Linked DNA regions of Mus musculus: regions 1 and 3 are each linked to region 2. The links are chromatin contacts, called in public HiChIP or PLAC-seq maps. All regions are on one chromosome and are shown on one strand. The core of a region is the stretch at or near the end of the contact, and the rest is flanking DNA. Distances in the headings are between cores, read along the strand shown.

Region 1 (2,700 bases), core at 115-2,614, 190 kb after region 2:
CTAATGAGACCAGTAATGAAACGGCTAGCTCCGTCATTGCTATGAGTGATGCCCTTTTAGAACACTCATTAAAAAACCTTTCTTGTCCTTCATTATGTGGAACATGCAATCCTGAAGTGTTGTAATTTACAGCAGGGCTAGGTTTCTGCTCTAAAATCCTCTCTGCTTTAACATACAAAATGCTACTTTTTCCATACTTGCATTACTCAAAGAGCAAAAAACAAAGATGAGAAATGAAACAAATTTTGAAGATAATTCTACTCATCTCCTCTAACTTGCCAATCTTTCTCCTAGAAGATGTTAAGAAGCAATACACGTGCCTCACTGAAGGAATAAACACACTCATCTGCAATTATTAGAAGCTACTTTGAAGAAAAAGGCCCACAAAGATAGATGGGCTTTTCCCAAAAGTCAGAATTATGTTTGTTTTAAAAGCAGTTATTGACTTTTCATGAGCAGTATCTCAGGCAGGCCCATCTTTTGTGATGAAATCCTGATGGTGTGAAAAGTTGAGTTCATCTGCATAGAACAGATTACATTGTGATCTGTGAAGACATCCCTCATTCGTACTTCCATACTCTCTGAACTGCTTCCTATGTCAATGATTTGAGTTGCTTACGTAAACACAATGGAAATTTTGCATTTAAATGGAAATAGAAGAATATACAGATGAAAACCTTTTCTCAAAGTACCAAGAATGGGGCCAGTGAGATGTCCCAGTGGATAAAGGTGCTTGATGCTAGGTCTGAGGACAGAAGCTCAACCCTGTAACCCACAGAATAGAACAAGAGAATGAACTCCCACGAGGTTTTCTCTGACTGACACATATGCTGTGGGACATGCCTTACTCTATCACATAAATAAACCAGTCAATAAATCAATCAATAAATATTACAAATTTAAAAAGAAATAGTATACACAAATTTTTGAATCAATAGAGTGTTCAATTTATATCGATCCAGAAATGAAAACTGTTAATTAAAAAAAAAGATGTTTATTATTTATTTATGTACACGTGTATCTCTCTGAATGTGTGAAGTGTGCATATATGAGGACTTAGAAGCCAGAGGAGAATGTATGCTCACCTGGAGCGGGAGTTACAGAATGTTTTATCAACTGAACTGTGTGCTAAACTCCACTCCTCTATAGAAGTAACAACTGTAGTCAGCTGCTGAGCCATCTCTCCAGTCGCAACTGTGTTCATTTTAACTGTTACAGGGAGACATGGATTTAGTGTGTGTGAAGCAGAATGTAACCAAGGTCCAAAATACATTTCAACTTTACACCACATATACCACAGACAAAGATGAAACTGAAGATGTTCGTGCCAAAGGAGAAGGAAAGGGGCTGGCAAGCGTGGCCTGACTAACAGATGACTAAGGAGAGGAGAATGTTTCTGATAGTTATAGGCTTCCCCAGGAGTAAGACACACAGGCCTGTTTGGTTGATCAGCCAAGCCTTGGGCTTTGCTGTCACTTAGGCTTCTTTTTCCTGTGAACGCTGGGTCTACACAAGTGAAAGAAACTGCAGTGGGGGCGGGGGGGGGGGGCGAGAAGGAGGGAGCCCGCCCCAGAGGTGGCTGAGTGTGGAATGACAGGAAAAGCCTCAACAATGGCTTAGCGCTTTAGTTCAGCATATCTAAGGAATCTTATTAGCAGTTGGGATGATAGATAGCAATAATATAGGGGTAATAACTTTATGCATCTAAGTACTTTAGAGACTGCATATAGTTTAAAGTAAATGCACCTCGGCAACAACCCTCTCTGTGTTATTTTTTTATTTTAGTCATTGAAGACCATCTTTTGGTCAAACACAATATATTTCCATCGGGGAGAAAAAGACAACCTTAAAATGCCGACATAACTCGAACAATTTGCCCTTTGAAACAAAGGTATGATTTCAAATCAACAGGGCTCTATTGAAATAAAAGTCTCACAGACAAGCTGAGATCTTAATAGACTTCATTATGTTGTTCAACCAAAATTAAAATCTGCACATTTAAAACAAACAAACAAACAAACAAACAAACAAAAAAACCCTCTTAACATGATTGTCTTCCTGTCTCACCTTGCTCCTTAGAACTCCTTGCTTCTGGGGAAGAAGCCGATTGCATTCCTGACTGAGCTGAGTCTCAGACAAGGTGAAGAGAATCATAACATTGGTTTTAGGGTAAAGCTCAACCAAAATGTTTAACGGTGATAAATGCAAAATAAATCCAGATTGTCTACCTTAGCAAAGAGAAGAGAAGCACGGTACTGGCCTTCCACATGTTTGGTATAAATAGACAGACATAGACAAAGGTCGAGGGAAAGGTTTTATATATATATATATATATATATATATATGCCAGCTATTTTTCTAGTGTTACTTGTGAGTGTTCTCATCAAGAGAATAATATTATAGTTTTTATTGTTTTTTGATAAGGGCTTCATAGCTGCTCATGGGTGGTCCTGTTCAATTTTGCCAATGGGTTTTTGCTTGGGAATTATTAGTGGCTGGGTACTTGACATAGTCATTGAGATGCATTTGTGTTTGGGTTGTCTCTATGTCCACACTGCTAGAAACCAACAGCGTCCTTTTCCCTCTCTCTTCCTCCTCTTTCTTCTAGTACGTCTCTGCATGAAGTCTGAAGTCCATTCTCACTGTTTTTCTGTGGCACATTATATTCCGCTCTGCACTGGCTCTTTGACACATTTGATT
Region 2 (2,700 bases), core at 79-2,578:
TTCACACACACACACACACACACACGCACACGCACACGCACACGCACACGCACACACACACATGCACAAAGATGTTATTTTTTGATTCAGTTTATTATAAAAAAAAACTTGATACTTTCTGAAGTGCTTTCTAACATTATCTTTAGATAATATGTGGGTACTTAAGTATTGTATATTAATGATAAATGATGTATAGGTCACCTTTTCAAATTAATTTCAGAACCAATTATCCTCTTGTTTCTCCTCTAGCTCCATACACACACACACACACACACACACACACACACACACACACACATATATATATTTTAAAGTGGTGTGTATTGCATCTGATGACCAACTAAACTCTAAATATTTATTTCCATCTGGTAGAGTTCAACTTCTGCCTCTTGTTTGCTTTCTTCTTCCTGCCTGGACTTCATTGTTTTCTCTCCCTTCTCCTACTTTAAGAGAGTTGGGTTAACCCTATTTTGGGTCTAATAGTTTTAGCAGGCTCATGCTTTCCTTTTTTTCTAGGCTGTTTACAACCGTCTTTGCCAGTAAATATGGGTGTCTATGCTTAACACTCTCGACAAGCTTAAAGTTTTATCTTATGTGTCAACAGCAGCACAACTCTAAAGTTCTGACATCACTTGAACTAGAAAAACGAATTTGTTGTGCCTTTCTAAAATACATATGCAGATTTTTATGAGTTTCAAGGCTCATCTTCTCCCCCCCCCCAGCCCCCCGGGGTTCTGCAAACCCTAGGGGCAATGGCTTGGATTAAGCCGCAGGATAGCTCCAGGGAGCGAGTCCTTCCTTCCATTCCCTAGCGGAGCCTTAGTCTCCGCCACCGCACGCTCCTCCCGCCAGGGCTGCCAGCCAAGCCGGCTGGAACTGGGCTCAGATGTAAACATGGGGTACGCAAAGGACTGGGGCTGCGGAGACCGAACCTCAGTCCTGAGGTTCCAGCCACACCGCAGTAAGTGAGGAACCCGGAGCCCGCTCGGGGACTGGAGGGTCCCCGCTGGCCCGAACCGGGGGCGGAGCTAGCTCGGGGGCGGAGCTTTCACACGCGCCTCCTTGGCTTCTTTCTCCGCCCTCCACCGCTCCGGAGTCTCAGGCTGCCACTCGGGGGGTTTATTTGTTTACAAGCAGATTACGTCAGCTCCTCCCTCTCATCCCGGCCTCTGGGCACGCCCCCTGGCGGCCTTTCTCCCGCCCCCTCCAGCCCCGAATCTGCCTGCGTCACAATGGTGCGATCTCCGGATTGGCTGGCGTCCGCCCTCACGCCCCGGGTACGCCACTTCCTTTCCGCAGCCCTATAAAATGAGCTGCACGGCGGCGGCAGCTCTTCGCCCCTCGGAGCTGGAAATGCAACTCTCGGGATCCTCGGAGGCTACCGAGCTGGAGGCGGAGGCGGCTGGGGAGGTCCGAGCGATGTGACCAGGCCGCCATCGCTCGTCTCTCTCTGTCTCTCCTGCCGCCTCCTGGCTTGAAAATAACTTTTTTACTCTAAAGGAAAGAAAAAAAATCCCCTAGAACCAGTAGCCGTCCGCGCCTCGCGCCCTCGCTTCCTCTCGGCCGTCGGGTCTGGGCGAGAGCCCGGGGTGGCCGCTTCGCCGTCGGGGCCGAGCCCCGGCCGCCCCGGGCCACCCCCGGCCGCCGCCCCCATGCATCCCTTCTACACCCGGGCCGCCACCATGATAGGCGAGATCGCCGCCGCGGTGTCCTTCATCTCCAAGTTCCTCCGCACCAAGGGGCTCACGAGCGAGCGACAGCTGCAGACTTTCAGCCAGAGCCTGCAGGAGCTGCTGGCAGGTGAGCGGGGCGCGGGGACCGTCGCGGGTCGCCACTAACGGGCGCGTCCCGGTCGTGGCTGGGGGAGGGGGGGGGAGCTGGGCGGCGGGGCGCCGCGACACGCACAACAAAGGATCCGAAGCGGGGCGACGCGGAGCTGCGCCCCGACGGCTACCGGCCGGTCGCGGGGGACAAAAGACCCAGGGCCCGGAGTCCCGTCGGTCTCCTCTGCCGGGTCGCCGCGACCGTTGCGAGAGTCTGCGGCTGAGCCCCTGGGTGGCTTGTCGCCTCTGTGTTTCGGAGCCGGCCCGGGACGGACGTGCCAGGTCTCCGCACCTCCTGTGCCTCTTGCCCATTAATCATCGGATTTGTCACCGGTACAATTACAACCCAACCCAGATCTTGGTTTAAGGTTTCTTGGGTTTTCTTCCCTTTGGGGTTAACTGGCCATAGTGGCGTTGTCTTGCCCCCACCCCCCACCAGTTCCATAAAGTCTATTGTATGGGACCCCGTTGGGGTGGAGAAAGTAAACAGGTTCCCGCCCGCTTGCCTGTGCCATCCAGCTAGTTGGCCATCCAGGGCTGCGCGCGGGATTCCTGTTTTGGCGGCTCAACCGGTCAGTACCCGGACAGTGTTTGCCACAGTGTCTTTGCTTTCTCTATTCTGTCTCACGACAGCGAATTCGGTCCCGGACATTTGTGAAAGTTGGTGGTTTTCATTTTCGCTTCGCTAAGAAGCTAGCAGCAGGAGGAGGAAAGTACGCTACGGTACGGCTGCGTTGACTACCGTCCTGAGCATTGTTTCTCTGTTCTTTTCTTCCACAGAACATTACAAACATCACTGGTTCCCAGAAAAGCCGTGCAAGGGATCAGGTTACCGTTGTATTCGCATCAACCATAAGATGGATCCTCTGATTGGACA
Region 3 (2,700 bases), core at 186-2,685, 150 kb before region 2:
AAGGCTGGACTTTTCTTGTCACTGTGATAAAATATCTGTCCCAAATCACTCAAGGAAGTAGGGTACATTTGGATCACAGTTTGAGGGTACGTTATGTGTCAGGAGGGACTGACAGTGTGGAGTGAGAGTCTGTAGTCAGCAAGCAGGGAGGAATGGAAGCTGGTACCTTCTCCCTTCCCTCTCTTCTTTATTCTAGAAATCCAGCTGATGGGATGATGCCACCAACACCCAGAATGGTTCTTGTCTCCTTGGAGAAGCCATTCTTGAAACCCTTTCAGAGGCTGGCCTTGAGGTGTCTCCTGGGTAATTCTAAATTAAGTTGAAAATTAAGATTAACCACCATAAGTATTATCAAGTATCTCTAGGAAGGAAATGTTCGGGAAATGTTATCAAGTATCTCAAGGAAGGAAATGTTCGGGGGTTTTCATGACCTGTTTTATACAGCCTCTGTAGTTTTCCCTCGTCACTGCTCCTCAGACCACCGTGGGAAAAGTCAGTGTGGTTCCAGTGTTGCTGGATCTGTGCTATGTCTCAGCCTTCAACTTGCTCAATATGTTTGCAAAATCCCACACTTATTCAGTTCCTCCTTCTAAAGAAACTCCCCTTAGTGCCTGGGAGGTCACTTTTTCTTACTTTACTTCCTGCCTCACTGGGCTTTCTTCATTGGTTTTTTGTTTTACTTTTTAATCTACTTAAGGTCAAATCATCTGAATGCTGCCTTCCTGATCACTCTTCTTCTCAATTCTTTCTCGGACGCCCTATGTCACCTCACAACCATAAGTGCTGATTACAGGTAGTTCTCAAATGTCTGTCTCTGCCTTTGACATCGCCAGTGAACTTCAAGGCATGCTTACCCAACTGTTCAGCATTTCACAGAGAAAAGTCCAAATATCATCTCAAGCTTAACATGATAGAAATAAATAAAATAAAGTTAGACTATTGCTACCCACTCTATTTCTCCCTTAGTCCTCACTACCTTAATTAGTCCGAAGCCCCTCCTTCTAATCCCTTGGCTCTGCCCTTTACTATGTATTTCTTTTATACTCCATTGTTCCACCATGCCTTCAAACGTCATTCAGAAAGTGGTGTCTTAATCCCTCTGCTTTAGAACCCTAGATAGCAGTTGTCACCTTTAGCCAGGTCCTTCCACTTTGACCCTATCCTTCCTACTGCACTACACATAGCTGTCAATGTTCCCATTCACGCACAATGAATATGTTCCATTCTTTCATCTCTACTTTTCAATGCTTCTGATCTTAGGTCCTTTCCATGGCTTTAGCAAATCTTGCTCAACACTACAATTTTCATCTCATCCCACACCCATTTGGAGCCCTCCAACAATGCCAGCATCTTTGCACTGCATCCCACAGGCCAAGGAGGTTCTACCTCAGGTGCTTTGCACTTCCTGTTCTGTCCACCTTGACAACTTCCCGTTATACCCACATCTATTGCAGATTGAACTTGTCCTTGATTTTTATCACTGTCACTGAACCATTTCATCAATGTGACTTTTCTCGTCTACAAAACAGCCCTCCGCCTCCACATGCATCCTGTGTTCATCCTTCTTCACCCAGAATGTGTTTCCATTGTTCTCTTCATTCTGTAGAACCTAAATTCCATAATAATAGAAAGCTTATTTTTCGCTGTTGCATCTTTAGACCCAAGGACAGCATCTGGCACACAATATTCTTTCAGTGACTAATGAGTTTTAATTAATTAAGCAACTTGAGCTTGGAGAAAAAAAAAAAACCCAAGAGCCTACAAGGCAAGGGAAATGAGTATGAAAAGGAACACATTTGCTCCATCTAAAATAGAAGTTAAGTTGGCAAACTACAACCTCGGGCCAAATCAAATGCAGCCCGCTACCTTGTTCTTGTAAATAAAATTTTATTGAAGCCCAACCATGTTCTTTAACTTACATATTGTCCATGAGTGCTTTTGTTCTGTCACAGCAGGGCTGAACAGTGGTGACAGAGAACACATGGCCCCGAGACTCAAATATTTACAATTTGCCTTTTTATAGAAAAGAAGTCTGACAGTCCTTGGTCTACAGGACACGATGGTAAAAAGATGGAAGACCAGATGAAGGCAAGCCGGAGGGAATATCTATGAGCTTAGGTTTAATACACAGGCAGAAGGAGACAGACGATGGATGCTTTTAAGGCAAGGGAGTCCCTGGAAGGCAGAAACTACTTTTAATATAATTTGTGCTTGAAAGAGCACTGTGATATTTAAGCCTGGCATCCCTGTGACAGATGCTACCAGGGCTGAACCACAATACCACTGCCATTTCCAGAATCGAGGCTTAAAGTAGAAGTCAAACCCTCATAAAACCATCTGTTTCCCTCCCCTATCTCCTGGATGGCTCTCAGCTGGGAAATGATCTTTCTCCTATGGTGAGCCTCCTACAGAGTCTCCAACAAAGACCACTCTGACCTCTGGATATCTGGACAGAGACAATTCCAAAAGCCCCCAAAATAAGACTTTGGTTCTAGAGTCACGCGGAAACTGTTCTCAACACTCTAACTTTGTTGGTCAAATTGGAGGAAGCTCATGGAGCTTGAAAATATGGCTCATTTCTGTGAAGGGTGATAAGCAAATTTTAAATTTTTGGTGACTTATCTCACCAGACAGACCTCTCTCTGGTTCTCTCTCTGAACCATGTGGAGCGTGTTTAGATTCCACTACTGGGTGAGGTCG

Evidence for each region. HiChIP or PLAC-seq counts read pairs in DNA pulled down with a chosen protein or histone mark.
Region 1: a contact with region 2 is called in a CTCF HiChIP or PLAC-seq map of the NIH/3T3 cell line, with 28 read pairs. The contact joins the enhancer-like site here to the promoter of Btg1 in region 2. A contact is called at or near these places in 2 of 39 promoter capture datasets (the 3T3-L1 cell line and 3T3-L1-derived adipocytes), 1 of 15 datasets of contacts at CTCF or cohesin (the NIH/3T3 cell line), 9 of 484 Hi-C or Micro-C datasets (the 3T3-L1 cell line, 3T3-L1-derived adipocytes, the AML12 cell line and 4 more) and 9 of 115 datasets of contacts at active chromatin or transcription factors (the NIH/3T3 cell line, the SCID.adh cell line, embryonic forebrain and 6 more).
Region 3: an H3K27ac HiChIP or PLAC-seq map of bone marrow-derived dendritic cells shows a contact between it and region 2, with 6 times the contacts expected there. The contact joins the enhancer-like site here to the promoter of Btg1 in region 2. A contact is called at or near these places in 8 of 39 promoter capture datasets (the 3T3-L1 cell line, 3T3-L1-derived adipocytes, the C10 cell line and 5 more), 1 of 15 datasets of contacts at CTCF or cohesin (CD8 T cells), 22 of 484 Hi-C or Micro-C datasets (the BV-2 cell line, CD4 T cells, CD8 T cells and 15 more), 13 of 115 datasets of contacts at active chromatin or transcription factors (CD8 T cells, the SCID.adh cell line, Th17 cells and 10 more) and 4 of 9 other capture datasets (adipose tissue, bone marrow-derived macrophages, liver and 1 more).

What each region holds. Positions count from the first base shown.
Region 1 is chr10:96,805,412-96,808,111 of GRCm38.p6, forward strand. No RefSeq gene overlaps it. Among named protein-coding and RNA genes, the nearest start is that of Gm33897, 91 kb to the left of the region's middle. Within about 2 kb of position 1,365, at least 40 of the 459 cell types and tissues checked have an H3K27ac peak or open chromatin away from gene starts, as enhancers often do. A contact at or near this core is called in the NIH/3T3 cell line, the SCID.adh cell line, embryonic fibroblasts and 1 more, where this site is marked.
Region 2 is chr10:96,615,673-96,618,372 of GRCm38.p6, forward strand. Btg1 (BTG anti-proliferation factor 1) reads left to right here and starts at 1,329. Exons shown (of 2, transcript NM_007569.2): 1 at 1,329-1,800; 2 at 2,604-2,700. The coding sequence starts at 1,653.
Region 3 is chr10:96,465,611-96,468,310 of GRCm38.p6, forward strand. No RefSeq gene overlaps it. Among named protein-coding and RNA genes, the nearest start is that of Gm33843, 130 kb to the right of the region's middle. Within about 2 kb of position 1,436, at least 53 of the 459 cell types and tissues checked have an H3K27ac peak or open chromatin away from gene starts, as enhancers often do. A contact at or near this core is called in CD8 T cells, the N1E-115 cell line, adipose tissue and 4 more, where this site is marked.